2 separate regions of the Mus musculus genome follow, and region 1 is linked to region 2. Evidence: chromatin contacts called from public Hi-C data. All regions are on one chromosome and are shown on one strand. Each heading gives the region's core, a stretch centred on a gene start, on an enhancer-like site or on the middle of the called end of the contact. The rest is flanking DNA. Distances are from core to core; before and after follow the strand shown.

Region 1 (3,810 bases), core at 1,041-3,540, 160 kb before region 2:
GAATACACATGCATGCACATGCATGCACAAATGCTCACATGAACACACATGTGCATACACATGCACACATGTGCCCACATACATGAACACATGTGCACACACATACATACATGCACACACACATACACTACTACTCCACTACTACTATCTACTCCACTAAGCCACCGAGGAAAGGCAAGCTCCTAAGATTTTTTTTTTTACTCCTTTCTTTTCTTGGACCCTTGGTTTATGCCTGACTTTCCCACTCTAGTACTTAAGATTTCTGATATCCAGCACTTGGCTCCCATTTCTTTGTGTCTAATATACATACACGTCTCTGTTCTCTCTGGGGTCTCTTAACAGCCCCCTTTCTTAAGACTGGCTTCCTAGACCACTATTTTCTTTTTTAACCAGCAGCAGAGGAGAGCTCTGGGAGCCCAGAAGATAAACAGCCAACAAGCTTGTGAAGTTTATCTCCCAGCCCACGGAACACTGGCTGCAGGAGGCAGCGGCTGGGCTGCAGCTCTGCAAGCTGGCAGCCCGATTCCTCTGAACGCTGGCTGCAGGAGGCAGCTGCTGGGCCCGATTACTCTTTCACTTTGTGCTCACTGCTTCCTGAAGAGAATTTTTTTCAATTAGCTCATTTGTTTCAAGACATACCGAGTGGTCCTCCTCCTCCTCCTCCTCCTCCTCCTGAGTCTCCTCCATCCCAGAACAATACAGAGATTTACCATACACACATGAAGACAAAGTACACTACATTTCACTAGATGAGCCAAGGATGAAGTGTGAATGGATGTTTTTGTAGTTATTTGTTTGTTTAATTTTTCGGTAGTTAGATAAAATGAGACTGCTCCCCTGAGAAGACGTCTTCCCTCCTCCTCAGCATAAAATTCCACCCACTTCTTCCCAAAGACACACTTCTGTTCTAAATCCTAATGGTTTTGCTCTTGCACACAGAGAGTGTGGGAAGCTACGCCTAAGTTGTTAGTGGCGGCTTTCAATCTTTTTCTGAACCTGGGATGAAAGAATTATTCTACTCTGAAGCAGGCAGGAGCTATGGAACAGGAGATCCAGGGAAGGCTGACCCCTGAGGGACAGCCACTTCCTTTGTTTTTCTGGAGTCTGTCATGCCCACGTTCGGAGAGACATTAAGAAAATGGCTGGGGAGAAGAGCAGGCATTTGCGGGGGCGGGGACGGGGGCCCCGAGATTTTACTCTGAGCAATGCAGAAAGCAAACAGACAGAGCAAAAGCCAACAGAAGAGCCAATGGTACGCTCATACCGTCACTTAACACAAAGTTAATTTAACTGGTTTCCCCTTTGGAGTCAGGCATCTTGGGGCCAGGTGTGGGGAAATAGAAGCAGAAAATGTTCAAGGTGTGCAAGATAATAGAGAATTGACCACAGCACGGTTTAGGGCAGCAAAAGCTGAAAGCCCACCAGAGGGACGTGATGAAGGACGAAAAGGGGTAGCATTCAAAGAGACACCTTGCCATTATTTAAAACGATCAAGGTTTTCTACCACGAAGACAAAGGATACTTGTGTAAAATCAAGGTGTCTGATATACACTAGTGTGATCTATAAGACCCTGAAAGAGGGCACAGAAAACTGCAGCCACTGTCTGTGGGGGAGGGGAAGCTCACACTGGTGTACTGCCCACCCCCTCCACCCTGCTGCTCCAGCCCCCACCCCGCTTAAGCTGGAAGCTCGTTCTTTAAAATATATGTCCTGAAAATTGTTTACAATAGACATTTTCTTTTTTATTTAAGGGTAAAAAAAAGTTCACAGCCATGTGTTAAATGAAACCAGTGAGGTATTTAAAACTATGCATATTCATATACATAAAACAAATAATTCTTTAAAAAAAAAGACTGCATTTAGGGAAGATTTCTGGAAGGAAGTATCATGCCGTCAAGTGGTTACTAGCCATCTCCACTTTGAACTTTCTAATGAGGGTGAACATATACTTTTTAGAAGTGCTTAAACTAAAATGATCAAATGAAAAGAATAGCCTAACGACATCAGCAAGTGCCATCCCACGAGGATCGTTCCCCTGCCCGCTTCCTGTACGTCGCAAATGAATTTCTGTTCCTTGCTTCCTAAACGTGGAGTATCATTCATTATCATCCACATTGGAATAGCTCTCTCTCTCTCTCTCTCTCTCTCTCTCTCTCTCTCTCTCTCTCTCACTCTCATGGGCCCTGTCTGTCGGTGCCTTTGTTCCCTGCTGGCTCCTGGAGAGGAGGGAGACCCTGAGGCTTCCGGATTGTAACCCCGCAGCCTCCGGTTTGCGCTCCTGACGTGCATTTGAGCAGCACTTGAGCGGCTCCATTAACCGGAGTGAAGTTGCTGAGAGATAAAATGCCATCTTGCTAGGTCCATTCTGTTGCGTCACCATCCTGTTTTAGGTCACGTCGGGTCGTGTGGCTCTCCGATGGGGGCTGGACCAGCAAACAGCGTTTAGAAACAGGATCTCTGTAAACGCCTTCTCCCTCCCCAATTAGCTCTTGGAAGCCCTCTGTTCCATTTTCTTCTGCCTCAGGCATGCGTAAAAGCGATCAAAGGGGAGGAGGGAGGAAAAGACACTTGTGAGATTGTGTTAAAAAAAAAAAAAAGTCTCCATGTGTTTGAGAGAGACTCACTTCGCCAAGCATTTACTGCAATAAAAACACGATTTGCTAATGAACATGATTCGTGTGTTCTGGGATTGATAACAGATACAGAAGAGCAGAGCAGTCGTGATCGCTGCTGTGGGTATAGTTTTCAGGCGAGGAAATACGGAGAACCCAGTTTATAATTTATTGAAGCCACGGCAGTTCTGGGCTGTGCTCGCTTCTGGTGTGCCCTTCTCTGGTTTCCAGGATGATGGTGTACCGGGAGCCTCCTTCTTGCCCCACAACTGTGCTGGAGCGGGGGAGGGGGGGGCGGGGGTTCGGTTCTTAATTTATCTCCTCATGAACTGTTTTCTCAAGGAGGCTAGGGTCAAGTTTGGAAACCAAATTTATGCAAAGAGGGATTGTGACATACTAGAGGGAGGATTTGAAACTCGAAGGGGGGGGCTACATCCCAACTTCTCTGGAGAAGCAGGAATTCCCAGCTCTGTTTTGATCACTTGAAAATGTCACAGTTTAGTTTACAGGTATTTCTGAGGGATCATTTTTGATGCCTTTAAATTTAGGAAAATACTCAAATACAACCAGAATTAAGTGTCTCTCAAGATGGAAAAAAAGGGGCCTACTGGCTATTGTCTGACCTCCCCTGGGCCTGATTGACTAGTAGAAATTGCATCTCCATGGGAACAGATAAATGTCTGCTTTTCATGTCATGAAATAACCAGCTCGGTCCTCGGAGCTTCACCAACCTAGCACTTTATCCGGGCGGCTGTGAGCAGAGTCTCCCTTTTCATGTTCAGCCAAATTATCTGCTAGAATCTCTTTTCAAGCCTAAGGAGGGGGAAAAACAGAGAAGGGAGGGAGGGAGGAGAGAGAGAGAGAGAGAGAGAGAGAGAGAGAGAGAGAGAGAGAGAGAGAGAGATCCCCTCCCCCTTCTGCATGGAGTTAATTACTGTATTTTCCTCGGGGAGACGGAGGAAGAAGACACCCGCTGAAATAACACGCAAATGATGACTAGCATGTAGTATCTGCCTGTTCAATAGCTGTGGGTGATTTTTAAAAAGGAGGCCGGCCAGCGAGTGCCAAGGCGACCCTGAGAGGCTGGTCCTAGGACCCACTAGGTTTTGTTTATTTGTTGTTACACTGGGACTTGGCTGTGGAGTCTTAGGCAAGTGGACAGCAACTGTTTCGCGCTGGGGTCTGAGAAGTAGGGTG
Region 2 (3,938 bases), core at 525-3,024:
CCGTACTCCCAGGGTGAAAAGAAATCAGTTCAGATGTGAAGCTAAGGAAAGTTCCTCATCTTTTACACACACACACACACACACACACACACACACACACACACACACACACACAGGGGATACAACCTTTGACGGCAATGTGGGAACACAACTCCCAGTCATGTCACACACTCACCATTTCGCCAAGAGCCTGGTGATACCGGCCCTGCCCTGGACAAGTCCAGCCGAGGGTGGGCCACGCCACCTCCTTACTCACAGGGGCGTGGTCTGGGAGGGGTGGGTCTGCTCCGGTCACAGGGGATAATGAGGTGGAAGGGGCAGCTGTGGTCTGGGTGCTTCTGCCCTCAAGCCTTTCCTAGGCCAGTGTTTGCTGCGGTCGCTGGGGCTGAAGAGAATTTCCCGGAGTAGCATTAACTCGGGGAAAACTATGTAACCAAGAATGATAAGGATTGAAACTGTCTAGCTGCTGTCAGCTTTTCCAAACGCAAATTAAAAGGGAGGACATATCAGGGCATCATCCCGAGAACAGAAAGGCTGATGCCCCCGGCGCCTTTGATGGTGATTATGATTTCCGTCTTGAGGCTGCAGGTCTCATGTTGGACGAGGCTTCTTGGTGGTGGCTCTTGGGGCTTGGCCATAGAAGAAAGAAATACGTGATTTCCTGCACCCATTCTTAGAGAGCCACACCGTTCTCCTCCCAAACAGCCCTTAAACTGTTTGAAAGAGGTCCACATGCTGGCAAGCATCACCATAAACAACCCAGACAGCTTCAAGTCGGCCGGCCAACGACATGATTCACTGTGGCGCCCATCTTCTCTACGTGGGGCGCAGAGCCAAATGTTATTTATTCCAAGTGACTTATGGCCAAATGAGGTTCACAGTGCAGCCACAGCCTGGGGACTTCATTGGAGCCGAAACTGGGAGCTGTTGGCACTTAGGAAACGCCGTCTGCCTTCAGAACATGGAAAACAGACACGCGGAGACTATTCTTTACCGCTGTGACTATGGCTTCAAAGCCTCTGGAGTACAGTCTGTGGCAGCGTCTACACTGGCAAAAGGCTGGAGTATTGGGCCACAGAATAGCCAATTCAGGCAAAGCTTGCCTCTCAGAATGATCTCACCCATTTTAATGAATCTTTCCCTTTATTAGGTACTTACCATTGGCCCAAAGCACAACTGCTGCTGTTATATTTAGGCTTGTTTTGTTTTGTTTAGAACAAGTTTCATCTAGCCCAGGTTGGCCCTTGATCTTGTTCTGTAGCCAAGGCTGACCTTAAGCTACAGGACAGTGGGATTATAGGTATGTGCCACAACACCCAGGTCTGCTTTAATTTCTTAAAATATTTAATAAAAAATGGTGTGTGTGTGTGTGTGTGCGCGCGCGCGCGAGCCACGTGTATTCAGGTGCCTAAAGAGGGCAGAAGAGAACACTGGAGTGACTCCTCGGAGCTGAGCATGTGTGCGGCGTGAACTAGGGTTGTGGGTAGTGGGAATCTGGAAGGCAGTGATCCCTTCAAAACTGCACCCGCCATCTTTCCAGCCTTTATTTAATTCTTACACTGATCCCTAAAGGAAGTTCCCCTGGCCTCTGCTTAGAGGTCTTGAGAAGGGGAAATAGAGACATAGGGTGTACGATGATGTCACATGCCAGGAAGTGGCAAAGCAGGGGCGAGAGCAAACTTGTGTTGGGCTTTCCCTGATGGGCATGCTCTGTTAACTGCCACAGTTCCAAACTGGATCGGTCTCAATGACCAGTTACAGACGTCACAAACAAGCAAGGTGAGTTCTTGTTTCCTTTTTACAAGGGAGGACTCAGGGGTTGTCCCTTGTGGTACACTTTCCCCCAGTGACCCTGAGATAAAATCAAGAGTTGTCTGAGTCTCACATCAGTTAACAGCAGTTCTTGAAGACGGCTCCCAAGAGCACAGGTCCCTTAAGATGCTAAAAGATAAAACAAAACAAAACAACAAAACAAAACAACAAAACAAAAGTAAAAACCAGGCGTGGCATGGTAGCATGCCTTTAATTCCCACACTCAGGAGGCAGAGACAGGTAGATCTCTGAGATCCAGGCCAGCCTGGTCTATATAGGGAGGTCCAGGCCAGCCAGGTCTATATAGGGAGGTCCAGGCCAGCCAGGGATGCTTGTCTTTTAAAAAAAATACATTTATTTATGGACCTGTGAGGTGGCTCAGCGAACAAAGTCTCCTGTCCAGAAAACTGATGACCTGAGTTCAGTCCTGGGAGTAATGTCCTCTGCAAAGTCGTTTTTTGACGACCCCCCACCCCCACACACGCTGTGGGTCACAAGAACCCTCATGAATAAATAAATGAAAGAAATTAATTTATTTGTGTTTGAAGCATGCCAATCTATAGCCCAACCCTAGAGGGTCTTTCCTTATTTCAGAGTCCAGACTGGCTCCTCTAAACTCCTCTGTCTGTCAGCCCTCACTGCTGTAAAGAATATATCTTGTAAATAGTAGATCGATGTCTTCACACTTGGCCCATTCCTCTCTCTCTATCACAGAAACGGAAGTGGATGGCCTCAGGCCCTCCACCCCTGACCCCTGACCTTCCTGCTATTGGTGAAAAAAAGGAGCACACATTTTGGGCATTGGATGCTGTTCATAATTATAATAAGAAATAACCGCCAGGCATGGTGGTGCACGCATTTAATCCCAGCACTTGGGAGGCAGAGGCAGGTAGATTTCTGAGTTTGAAGCCAGCCTGGTCTACAAAGTGAGTTCCAGGACAGCCAGGGCTACACAGAGAAACCCTGTCTTGAAAAACCACACACACACACACACACACACACACACACACACACACACACACACAAAGAAAAAGAAAATGAAATACCCATAAGAACCGGGTGGCAGCAGCAACACACACCTTTGATCCCAGTACTGGCGAGGCAGAGGGGAGGATCTCTGTGAGTTCAAGGTCAGCCTGGTCTACAGAGCAGGTTCCAGGATACCCAAGGCTATGCAGAGAAACCCTGACTTGAAACAAAACAAAACAAAACAAAACAAAAAACTAAAGCAACCAACAGAACTCAACAAAACAAAATATCCATTTTTTAAACGTAATCGTCTCAATTCTCTATTGCTGGAAGCTTACATGTTTAACAGTCAAAAAGGCTTTTTTTCCAATTTTTAAAAATGTGTATGGGTGTTTTGTTTGCGTGTATACAATGCACCACTTGTATTCAGTGCCCTTTTAGAGACCAGGAGAAGGGGTCGGATCTCCTGGAACCAGAGTCACAACATGTGGTTGTGAGCAGCCATGTGGGTGCTGGGGACTGAATTGGAGTCCCAGAAGAGTCTCACCTTTGGAGGACTCTCTCTGTCCAGCCCCATTGAGCAGTTAATTTTGACAAGAGGGTCAGGGAAGGAAGCCAGGCTCTGAGATGGTACAACAGCAACCAGGCCAAGTTCACAGATGACAGGTGACCTGACTGTGCCCCACAGGGACTCACATCTCCATCCTGGCTCCACTCCACAGAGTCACCGGCCGCCCTGGAGCCAACCCCCAGAGGTTCTGTGACCATCTGTCTCAGGTATTGTTGCAACTTTCTGGGGCTTACGAATTCACAGGAGACTGTAACACACGGAGACCGAGGAGTGCCGCGTTAGCGTTTGAGACCTTAACTGTTTAATCTCTTCCACGGAACCAGTTAATTCTCCCCTCCCTCCCCAATCCCTTCTCCTTGATTCACACTCACTATGTAGCTCAGGTTGGCCAGGGCCTTGTTATGCAACCCAGACCAGCAGACCAGTCTCAAACTCATCTCAGCCCAGACTCAGCCTCCCTTATGCTGGGTCTGGTTACTTAATTCTATTTTTTTTTTTTAAAGAGACACAAAACAAATGATCTATCCTTTTATAGCAAACCTCACAAACAAAACAAATGCCCCCAAGCAAAATCAAAAGCGCACAC

Evidence for each region. A called contact is a pair of places that touch in the nucleus more often than the background predicts.
Region 1: a contact with region 2 is called in a Hi-C map of CD8 T cells, with 1.7 times the contacts expected there. The contact joins two enhancer-like sites. A contact is called at or near these places in 9 of 484 Hi-C or Micro-C datasets (CD8 T cells, embryonic stem cells, stem cell-derived neural progenitor cells and 1 more), 1 of 115 datasets of contacts at active chromatin or transcription factors (embryonic stem cells) and 1 of 9 other capture datasets (embryonic stem cells).

Annotation. Positions count from the first base shown.
Region 1 is chr2:170,219,746-170,223,555 of GRCm38.p6, reverse strand. No RefSeq gene overlaps it. Among named protein-coding and RNA genes, the nearest start is that of Gm17619, 28 kb to the right of the region's middle. Within about 2 kb of position 2,290, at least 204 of the 459 cell types and tissues checked have an H3K27ac peak or open chromatin away from gene starts, as enhancers often do. A contact at or near this core is called in CD8 T cells, where this site is marked.
Region 2 is chr2:170,055,902-170,059,839 of GRCm38.p6, reverse strand. It overlaps a transcript of Tshz2 not described here. Among named protein-coding and RNA genes, the nearest start is that of A630075F10Rik, 13 kb to the left of the region's middle. Within about 2 kb of position 1,774, at least 17 of the 459 cell types and tissues checked have an H3K27ac peak or open chromatin away from gene starts, as enhancers often do. A contact at or near this core is called in CD8 T cells, where this site is marked.